Regions from separate parts of the Zea mays genome. Here region 2 is linked to region 1. Evidence: chromatin contacts called from public Hi-C data. All regions are on one chromosome and are shown on one strand. Each heading gives the region's core, a stretch centred on a gene start, on an enhancer-like site or on the middle of the called end of the contact. The rest is flanking DNA. Distances are from core to core; before and after follow the strand shown. Region 1 holds the start of LOC100280526. Region 2 holds the start of LOC100282356.

Region 1 (5,906 bases), core at 1,313-3,812:
AACTGCATATAGAAATTCAAGCATTAGAAACAAAGATCCAGGTTTTATATGGAAGAGAAGTATTTTTAGACAAAATATATCCAAAACTTGTTTGCTTTTTTTGTTCACAAAATTATTCTGGTTTAGCTTGATAATACAACAGAGGGAGAAAGTTGTATTAATTTTTTTTCTAGAGTAACAAAACCTAGAAAAAATAGTAAATCCCAGGACAAAGGAGAGGTGATCAACAAGTATCAGATCCTGATGTCCAGTAAATGAAAAGGCATACAAGTGGCGATGGGCTATGGCAGGACAAACTAGAGGATATTTCTAGATGTGCATAAGCATGGTTTTGCCAAACAGTTTACAACAGTAGTATACAATAAAACCATGTACACTACAAGCACACGGGTAATCTTGTGGCAGCAAAGTCAACTTCAAGCACAATTGTGAAGTCATAATACTACAGTTCAACAAAAGTAAAGAAACATTGATCATAGTTTAAATACATGAAAGTAATACCAGATCACTTACAATAGCAGATAAGGAAGAAGTCTCTAACCTGGTTTTCAGGTCTAGGTGTGTTGCACTTTCTCATATTACAGACTGTGCGGAAGCCAAAGTTGATGTTGTGGCAATTTGGACACTCCCAATCATTATCACGGCCAGCTCCTGCATCAGAAGTTCAGAGGGATAGGCAAAGAATTCATCACGTGCCAACCACATTAATATAAATAAGTCAAAATACAAATTCAATAAGATATACCTGCAGACTTCTTCTGAGAATCTTCATCAGAATATGAGCCAGCTCTCGTGCCCTTTCAAGTTCAAGAATATAAATTTAAGGAATCATAACAGTTATTCCCATGTAGACACAATCACAGAAATCATATAATACAAACAAAAAATGAATTAAAAGTAGCAGAAACAAACATGTTGAAAGTTCTTCATGTAAGGATAAACAGTAGTTAAATTAGCGTGAGGTAATAGGTATACAGAAGAAAATTCACAAGAGCACATACCATTGGACCAGAACCAGCAGGTATTAGCCCATACCTGTCCATGGGCATTCCATACATTCCACCTGTTTATTGGATAATAAGCAAGATAAATCTTGTGAACAAACATGTGGGAAACATAGGACTGAAAAAGATGTATCAAGTGTCATAGCCTCAACCAAATGAAGTGGCTTAGAAAACATGTGGCAGAACACAATGGTACTGCAAAGGGTATTATCTATTGCCAGCATTTGTGGAAATGAAGATCAAGTGAAAATAAATTGCATTGTTCATATTATGTAAAACTAATAGTTTAACACACTATGATTTGCATAAAAGTCGTTACCGAAAGCACCGGATTTGCCTATTTAATTTGATAGCTATATTAATTAATGCAAGGGCAATATAAAAATAGGGCATGCCTCCCATAGCCAGAAGCCCAGTTACCTACCTGCTCCCATCATAGATCCACCAGAGTATGCGGTTGGCCCAGCCATTTGCATTGGCCCGTAGGGGCTCCCCATTGATATGCGGCCACCATATCCATATGGATACGCAGAACCCCCAGGGAACTGTGTGATACCATAGCGCGTCATTGCAGGCCCGTTAAACATTGAAGAGCCATATGGGGGAGCACCACCACCAAGGTACATCGACGGTGGCGTCCCTGGGCTCATGTAACCTCCTGATGTGGGATAGCGAGGCGGGGTCTGCATGGCCTTCTGAACAGAAAGCAATAGCAGCACCAGGTAAATGCAAACGGGCAAGCAACAAGCAGAAGTAACCACAGGTACACTATGCGCAAAGCAGCAAGCCAACAATCTGCAGTAAAGCGAGGTGAAACCATCATGTACCGTGTGATCTGCTGGCCTGGACTGGTTGCAGTTGCGCATGTTGCAAGTGGTGCGAAAGGCGAAGTTAACGTTCTTGCAGCTGGGGCAAACCCAGTCGTCCTCACGCCGGCTGCCTGAGAAGGAGGTTTATTGTCCCACGCCGAGGGGAATTCACTCAGATGCAACTTATAGATAGATACGGAGAGTGAGATAACGAGGCGGCGGAGCAAGAGCAACCTACCGTCGGTGCGCGCGCGCTTCCCGGCGGACTGGCTGCGGCTGTCGACCTGTGAACCCACATACTAATTCGTGAGACCACGCCGGATAGGCGGGATCCAGAGGGGGGTCGACGAACACAGAGTGGGGAGCTCAAATAACAAAGCTAACAAGCTTCCAGCGCGACTGATGGGCGACTACACTGACTCGAACCCTAATCGACCGGCGGAACCGAGGAGGTGAGGGCGGTACCTGAGAAGACATAGCTGGCGATGAACCGGTGGCGGCGGCGGCGGGCGAACGGCGCGGCGAGAAGCACGTGCTCCTTGGAACGGGAGGGACAAGCGCAGACGAAGCCGCGGTGACGGGCGGCGGGCGGGGAGGAGAGGAAATTCGGCGAAGCGGGCGGAGGACAGGGAATTCGGCGAAGCGGGCGGAGGACAGGGAATTCGGCGAAGCGGTAGCTAGGGTTTTGCAATTGCAGTCGTGAATTCGGCTTCGAACTCAGGTGCACATCAGATTAGGGGTCCGGCTTCGAACTCAGGTGCACATCAGATTAGGGGTCCCTTTGGCAGGGTTCTGGTTTCTTCAAAAACGGCTTGGGCTCTGACTCACGAGCTGAAACCACTTATTTAGATGAGCCAAAGCTATTCTAAAAAAATCATTTGGCAAAACGGCTTATAGGTTGTTTTTCAGAAAGACCCTTGTACAGTTTATCTCTCCTGTACGTGGCTAGGGATTAAGGGCAAGACCAAAAAAATAATTTGGACTGGTGGAAGGGCTATTGTGCAAAAATGACGTAAGCTGAAGCCGGGTGAGCCACTTTTTTGGCTCATACCCTCTAGTTCATTTTAGAAAAGCACTTCACTGGTGAAGCCATTTGAAAAAGAGATGATTGACACAACTTTTGCATGAGCCAGAGCCGAAGCTGAAAAATAAGCCCTACCAAAGAGCTCTAGGTTTTGCCAGCGCCGTCCGCGTCGGCCGATGTACCTGACTGTGACGGGGTGGGGACACGAGACGGTAACTCGCACAACACAGCGGGCCCATATGGGCCCATATGACTACACGAGAGCTTCATAGAGCGGGGCTAGATATCAGTGAAACTATATTTATTTTTATATTTTTATTCAGAATTGAATTATAGCTTCCGATACGAATTTAAATACGGATGTTTTCGATACAAATACAAATAATCATGTGTCGAATACGAAATTAATCAGACACAAATAGCGTTTGTAATAATTTTTTATCGGATATCATGTAAGACATCATTCCACACATATTACCGTTATTGTAATGATTTAGTCACTTCTAAAATCTAAATATTTTTAAGGATTATACGTGGATATATGGTGTGTCTCTGTAAATTTTTATTAATTTCAGAGGTTGTGTATTATTAATTTATTTATGCAAAAAATCACCAAAATACAATTAAATTCATAAAATATTCTAGTGTTGATTAAAAATTGCAAATAAGTTATCAAGACTAATAAACATTTCTTTAAGAACATAGCCTTAAGTCTCCACATGAAAATGATAAAGTGAAGTATTTATAATATTAAAACTTGATACTTAGAGAGATTCACGTGTAACTCATGCAATAAGTGGAAGTAAAATAGAATAAACGTTGACATCTTGTAAATTTTATGGTCCAACCATTTTTAGGATTATATGTGGACATATCTCTATAAAATTTCATGAATTTCTGAGGCTATTTATATATTATTAATTTTTCTGTTGAAACAAAAAACAATTAAATTCATAAAATATTCTAGCATCGATCAAAAATGCAAAAAAAAATTATCAAGACTAATAAACATTCTATAATAATATACCTTAAATCCCCACATCAAAATGATAAAGTGAAACATTGATTATTTTGAAACTTGGATACTTAAACCGATTTCACGTGTAACTCACGCAACAAATGGAAGCGAAATAGAAAAATGATGGCGTATTATGGATTTTATGGTCCAAATATTTTGAGAAAATATATATATATATATACATGGACATATGTTACACCTCCATAACATTTCATGATTTTTAGGCTATTTGTGTATTATTATTATTTTTCTTCAAACAATCATCAAAACTACACACAATTATTCAAAAAAGATATCCGGATATCCAAAATCCTACGGATATCAGGCATCCCATATCTGTATCTAATATCTGAACTACACTGTCCGGATCTGTCGAAGGGGGAATCTTTCGGCCGGGTGGCGGAATGCACCCACCCTTGTCCTAAGATGAGGAGAGTGCATAGAGTTTTGCGTGAGCGAATGGATGAACACAAGAACACAACGATTTTTAGGTGTGTTTGGGATGGCTTCAAGTTCTAGCTCTAGTGTGTAGCTGTAGTTTATAATATCAACTTAAATAGTTTTAATATATTTAATCTAAATAATAAATAAAATGATTTATCTAAATTTCTTCTAAATGTTTACAAAATCGGCTCCACGATTTTCTGAAGCACCTAATGACCTGCTCCACTGGCTCCACCAAATTTTATAGAGCTGGAACTATCCTAAATAGGGCCTTAGAGTGGTTTAGGCCACCGGAGCGTAATACCCTACATCCAATGTGAGTTAGACTGTTTGAGAGCTTAGGTATAGCTAGTTTGAGTGTGTTCACCCTCCTGCATCGCATGTGCTCCCCTTTTATAGTATGAGGGGACTATGCACAAGAGAGCTGGACCCCTGACAAGTGGGCCCAGTGTGCTCGTCTTAAATATATACTACCCAAAGTTATAAGTACAACAACGGAGTGAGATCTTCCCTCGACGACTATCGTGTCGACTCCATGGTTAGGTATGTTCTCCTTGTCTGTCGTCCTATGTATGCTTTCGAAGCCATTCAGCATGCTGACGTTACAGGGATAGGGCATGCCAATGTACGCAGGAATTAATGTGATATCTTTGCGTTGTCACATCCGACCTGCAACAGTGGGTGCATCGAGTGGCTGAGTGGTGCCTCATGATGGTGTTGTACACACACATGAGATAAATGTCTCGGTAACTCTCATTATCTCAAACGGATATTAAATGTGTGCGGCGTAGGCATGTTGTTGTGCGCCTTGGAAACGTGCGGGCAGTCTTGTCAGTCTATACATCATGTCATGCTTAGTGACATGCAGAGCACGCTTCGGATACCCTACAATAAATGCAGGCAGTGTGGCTACAGGTAGAGAGTTTACTTCTAGACGAAGGATTGCGCTACATGTCCTAGGGACACGTGGCGACTCCGGACACCTGCTTGGGCAGAGCGTGCGGGACAAGGGCACACTTACAGTGTAAGCCCTGGGCTCATACTGCCAGAGGTTCGGGACTCGACGCCTGAGGTCCGAGCATTCGTATGTGCTAAGCCGGGGGGCCGCCCTGGGCGAACTTTAAGGGTGTTTGCGGGGTCCGAGTCCCAGCCATGGGGTCCGGACCCATAGGGGCAGCCCCTAATCACATACCACCTAGTACACATGGCGGTACATGGTTGTACTGCTCATTTTCTTAGCACGCAGTTTAGTGTTAACCGAGCAGGAGTCTGCCTTGAGGAAGTAGTAGTGGTACCCCGGATACAGGATATCGACAGTGGCCCTGGGCCCACCTTGGTGTCACTTCTGGTTTCAGAAGGTAAACCGAATGTGAACCATGCACGTGTCAGTATCATAACTCACATACACAATGATTACATGAATGACTCATCATAGCACAATGCTTCGAATAATAATAAAGAGTAAGTAATAATATTACTGACTAAAAGGGTAAGACATGTAAGGTTCCAACAAAATAGTTGAAATGAAAATTCATCACTGAAGGAAGATATAAGGAAACAACGAGATCACTAAGGATGTTTGAAATAAAATGTCACTCATGGTCTCA
Region 2 (5,906 bases), core at 2,435-4,934, 610 kb before region 1:
TGCACCACAATTGTATTCCCATACCTTCTTTGTTAGGGCCTCAAACGTTGATGCATGGTTGGGGCCCTCTATCTTGTACGTCCGGTATTAGCAACATCGGCACATGCTTTCATCGCCGACACATGGCTGGGTCTAGCAAATCTAGCCCATGCCTCGACTCATGCGACTTGACTGCATCAATTTTGGCATCGACCCTCCTATTCCCACCCTCGATTACATCACCGCCATTCTTCTATACCCACGACGGCCTTGATTGTGTCGACTTTAGGCATTGCCCCCTTCCACGACGACTACCTCGACGTGTCTCCGTCATCGCCATGGCACCTCTTGTGCGCCTACAACCCTAATAACACGGCAACCCAACCACAACTGCATCAACCTCGGCTATCTTCCGCATGGCTTGTGCACCCTTACACTCAACTACCTCAACATCGACACACCGGGCTATCATCCACATGAGCTCCTTGTTGGTTTCTACTCTAGTCTCATCATCTGCATTGTGGCATCACTACGAGTGCAGGGGAATGTTAGCCTTTGGCTCTTCTCCATTCTGAGGGTCTGTGATGCTCCCGCCACGACTGCGGCAAGATGTTAGAGTATTAGTAGTTTAGATATTATGTATCATAGGCTGTCATATATGTTAGAGTATATTTGATAGTATAGATATTATGTATAATAGGTTGTCATATGTATCTATGGGTTGCCTTGCCACCCAAGTTTTGTACTCTATATAAACTACCCAATGGCTCAATGTAATATATCCATCCAATTATACCAATTCCATTCTCCTTGAAGTTATAGTGTCCAAACTCTTGCCATACTAAATTCAATAGCACAAGAAATAGATAGGTTTGAGATAGCATATTGCGAGATTTGAATAACAAGTCAATATTTGAAAGCATCGGCTGCAGGTCAAGCTCATCATAGATGCCATCACAATACAAAGAACTAAGGACTTACGAACAAGAAGGATATGCTGAGAAACAGGCATAAAGAGTTGCATCATTCACTTCAGAACTTAAATCACCAACAAAAATATGGAAATGCCCTGGAAATAATTCAATGGGCACGGTTAACCAAACAAGGAGTATGATATGAAAAGAAAGAGACAGCAAGAATATATATATATATATATATATATATATATATATATATATATATATATATATTAGAATATCTCACCCGACGTATCCTCCCTCTGTGTACTTGCGTATGCCCAGTTCACCTTGATTGCTTGTCCATATCTGTGTAAGGATTGCGACGATAAAGAATACCAGAATTTAAATCTTTGAAATTTGTGTTGTTCATAGTAGTATAACAGAACTTACATGTGACGGCCATGAAGGGTCATGATTGCTAGAGCAGCAGACCTTCTATCATAGTAGTCCACAAACCCAAAGGATGACTGCGGAAAGAGGTTAATGTCATCAGATAAATGCAATTGACTCAAAACAGTATATATGCCGTGAACTCATCAGCCTGAGAAAAAGATCATGAGACTTCTACACAGAAGCATAAAGCATACTGGAAAAATTTACCATCAAGTTACAACTATGTGCTGACACAGTAACACACCAAGAAAAAAATAGAATATCAAGAAATGGTGTTTCTCTAGCATTCATAAAACCTTGGGATCAACACATAAGCACATGTGCCTTCAGAAAAGTTGGAGGACTATTTAAATACAATAATTTCTAATGCAATCACTTGTACTCAAAATCTTAAACATTGACTGCAGCAGTTCACCTTCTCTTTCCGTATGAGCTTGCATCTTTCCACAAGGCCAGCACTCTGGAAAACTTCAATCAAAAGGCTCTCCGTGACATTAGGGTTCACGTTTCCAACATACCTATTCAGCATATCATCATGACTTAAAATCATACTTTGGGAAAAGAAGATAACTACATAAAACTTCAAGATAGATACCATAAGACTATCTTTAGACTATGCAACTACAATTAGCTACAGATTTTAGCACCAGCATAAATGTGAAACTATGCATTACCTAAATTTGATTTCCGTTACCTTCTAAACCTCCAGGTTTTTATTTTTTAAAAAAAACAACATAGTTGCACAGATAAAAAGGGAAAAAGGCAAAGTAAGCTATCAATCACATATGAAAGTGAAAACAGAGAAGAACACCGAAAGCACTCACACACTGCGACAAGTGGAAGGATCAAAGCCAGGTGGAAGATTGCCATTGGAAATAGGTTCCATCTGCAAAATATAAAATATAGAAGAAAATAAAAAACAATTTACTTACTGCAAAACAAGCTAATGACAAGCAAATCAAAATAAAGTATAATTTGTGTAAAGGGAGTATAAACCCAGTTCCTCTAGCCATATTGTATCCCATTCGACATAGAATCTGTGATTGCATACAATTACTACCAAACATCTCTCCCCACTGGCACAATGTGATTTGCATAAGCAGCAATGCCATTTGTTTTCGTTCCTTAGCTTAAGGAACAAAGGTCAGTGTACAACTAACTATCAAAAATAATATAATCCAATTAACACACTTCATAAAGCTGGAGTTATAAATAGTACAGGCTATATAGAGACTAAAAAGCAGCAACTCATTATTCCTGTAAAATAAAAATACCAATAAATGCACTAAAACCACACCCCAAACAATGGTTTGCGGGGCAACCTAAGCAGAATGCTCGAACTCAATGCACACAACATTCTAGATACGACCAGATCAGATCATCAGTGTGTGTTACCACCCAATCCACAGCCGATACAAATGACATATGGGGAACAGGATGTAGACCATGGTGGTACGGTGCAAGCAAAGACAAGAAAGGGAGAACAAAAGAAAAAATATTTTATCTTTAGCTAAAAGCATGAAGGGAGTGAGAACCTAATCCTTTCTATCCATTTTGGCTCATTAGTAGTAACTGTCCTCCGAGCAATCACATCCAAACGTCTTCCTTTATTAACAAACTTTGTTCCAAGTCGCAACAACGATAGAGCCACTAGCACAAGCATCTTGTACGCGACCAGAAACGTAACACAAACAATAGAGCAGACAAACTTGTGCAGCAACAGCGCTTTCTCCAATTCCACCAAAAAGAATGAGCTAGAAGAAATCCAATCTATCAAGCTGCAACTTGTGCTGCTGCTAGCCCGCCACCAAAAAAAAATGTACAGTGAACCAGCGAGGCAGCCTAGGAAAAATGCTCAAAGCAAAGAAAACAATCTCCCACGCTCACAAGCAGATCGGCGCGCATTACTGCAGCCCAGTGCGCTCGCAGACCAGCAGATCGAGAGGCGAGGATCCGGGGGGACGACCTGGGTCATGGCCGCGGCTGCCGCGGCGGCGAGGACGCCGGACTGGTACTGATGTTGCTGCTGCTGCTGCTGCAGCGCCTGCTGCATCAGGAGCGCCTGCTGCTGCTGCTGCTGCCGGAGCCTGTGCTGCTGCTGGTGGTGGCTGCCCCCGGTGCCGTTCATCTCCTCCAGCTCCTCCTCCGGCGAGGCGAGGACCAGATCGGAACCCCGGGGAGGACAGAGCCCACGCACGAATCGATCCACGGATCGGCGGACTGGACTGAGCAAATCGATGGATTCGGGGGCGAATTCCTCGCCGGGGATCGAGCAGGGGAATGCAGGAAGAGAAGGTGATATTTTTTCCTCCTCTGTTTTTTCTCCTCGTCCTCGCGCACCCCTATCGAGATTAGGAAGGGGAGGGGTAGGAAGGGGATTTTTCAACCCGTGACTAGGTGACGTGGAGCTTTCCGTGTGGCTGCTGTGGGTCACTGGCAAGTGGGACCGGGGCTATTGCTGCCTGCAAACTGCTCGCTCAGGCTCGGGGCCGCCGCTACGAATTTGGATAAGGATTTTGCTAACCGTGTGCCTTTTTTGCCCAAATGTCATTCCTGTTTTGACAGCTAGTCCCTATTTTTCTAAGTTATTTCTATTTTTTAGAAAAAAATAACTAATTTCTCATGAAAAGTAGAAATTTTTAGGAAAATAAGGTTCTCAAACTACCCTAAATCAAGGACTTCAATGAATGAACTTTAAAGGATTAAAATCCTATAGAAAATTTTCCTATGTGGCTCTTTGAAATAAATAATTGGCTTCCTACAAATTCTATACAATTCCTATGAAATGGAAATTTTCGAGGTCTAATCTCTTGGAAATTTTCCTATGAAATTACAAATGTAGGGCTCCTTTGGAATTTAGGAATTGGAAAATACAGGAATAGGAAAATGTAGAAAGAATGTAGGAGTGCATGTGTAAAATAGAGGATTGTAAAATGTTGTAATTATAAGTGGTGAGTTGTTTGGTTGGGCAGAGGATTGGAAAAAGAGCTATTGTTGGATGTTTATTTTCCTGCGTTTTGCATAGGAAATAGATGACAAATGATTTTTTTCCCTCCAAATTCCTAAGGCTCAATACTACAATCTAAGAACATCTCCAAGAGCTCTACAGAAAATGGCTCCTGAAAATTAAATTTAAGGGATATCTAAAAATTAGTGGGGTAGATTTTAATCATTTCTCAAACAGATCCCTTAAGGGCTTGTTCGGTTCTACCCCAATCCATATGGATTGAGGGGGATCGAGAGGGTTTCAATCCCTAATAAGTCAAAATCTCTTTCAATCCGTATCAATCCCCTCCAATCCATATGGATTGAAAATAAACGAACAAACCCTAAAGCGACGGATTGTTTATGGGGAGCTCAAAAAATCCCTCATTTGTAACTATAGATGAGAGAGTTTTAAGGGCTATAAAAAGTTGGGAGCACTTTAGGGGAATTGTTGGAGACACGTTTTTGTGTGTTTTTTTAAAAAACTTGATTTAGGAGAGACTTAGCTCTTGGAGATGCTCTAAGGGGTCTTTTGGATTACAGGAATATAAAAGTATAGAAATAGGAAAATATAGGAATTGGATACAGCAGCGGTTGCAAAACTTAGGATTCAAAAATATAGGAATTTTGTATAGAAAGTTGTTTGAATGAGTCATAGGAAAAATACAGGAATCTAAGAATAGAATATATCTTTTATTAATTAAACTGCTACTCTTTTTTCTGCATTATGCGTTCACATGCATCATGAGAAAGAATTCCTTGTACTTCGTGCACAGGAAATTTATAGAGAGGTTTCCGTAGATGTTAAAATTCCCATGGAATTGTACACATATATGTAGGGGTGTAAACGGATATCCAAACTGTTAGAACAAATTTAATATTTTAAAATAAATATGTATGAAATTTTATGCTAATCTCTTCTTATGTTATGAAGCACATTATTGTAAATAAGAATAAAATTTTGTATAAATTATTTCATACATTATTTACTCCATACAACAAAAAAGGTAAAAAAATATCAGTATCCATATTCGATTTGTATCCGAAATTTATATTTATTATTTGAGAAGATATATGATAGATTTTAGGTTTACCTTTCATGAATCTTTACAAGCTCAATACTAAAAACAAGAATATAAATTTGCATAGCAGATTCTATATTCTATTAATTCACAATCAAAGAAAAAAGACCAAAAAACTGATATCTGAATAAGTATCCGTTTACACCCCTACATATATGGAGAGATTCCTATGAACATGAAATGCATAATTCCTATGAACCAAATGCAAGGATAGAAAATTTTTTCATACGAGGGCTTGTTCGATTAGTTCTCAATCCATATGTGTTGACGCCTTTTCAGAGCGCCAAACACTCAACAAGAACCGTGGCGGTGCTCTCTGGTCAGGCGCGGACGGTCCGCGGCCTGGGGCCGGACAGTCCGCGACCTGGCGCAGGGGCTAGGTTTCTCTGCCTGACGGCCGGACGGTCCGCGCCTTGGGGGCCGGACGGTCCGCGCGTACGCAGAGGCGGCAGAAGTCGTCGGCGGCGGCCTGGATCTCGCTCCCGGGAGGGACCCTGTCGGGGAGGAG

What was found. Hi-C and Micro-C count contacts between places; a contact is called where the count stands out from the background.
Region 2: a Hi-C map of ear shows a contact between it and region 1, with 2.1 times the contacts expected there. The contact joins the promoter of LOC100282356 here to the promoter of LOC100280526 in region 1. A contact is called at or near these places in 2 of 25 Hi-C or Micro-C datasets (ear and tassel).

What each region holds. Positions count from the first base shown.
Region 1 is chr4:43,093,658-43,099,563 of Zm-B73-REFERENCE-NAM-5.0, reverse strand. It overlaps LOC100280526, which reads right to left and starts at 2,562. Exons shown (of 10, transcript NM_001153444.1): 1 at 2,279-2,562; 2 at 2,052-2,097; 3 at 1,832-1,944; 4 at 1,429-1,696; 5 at 1,002-1,063; 6 at 746-797; 7 at 542-651. The coding sequence starts at 2,290.
Region 2 is chr4:43,702,743-43,708,648 of Zm-B73-REFERENCE-NAM-5.0, reverse strand. It overlaps LOC100282356, which reads right to left and starts at 3,684. Exons shown (of 12, transcript NM_001155268.2): 1 at 3,298-3,684; 2 at 2,156-2,217; 3 at 1,747-1,849; 4 at 1,329-1,405; 5 at 1,183-1,244; 6 at 961-1,048. The coding sequence starts at 3,459.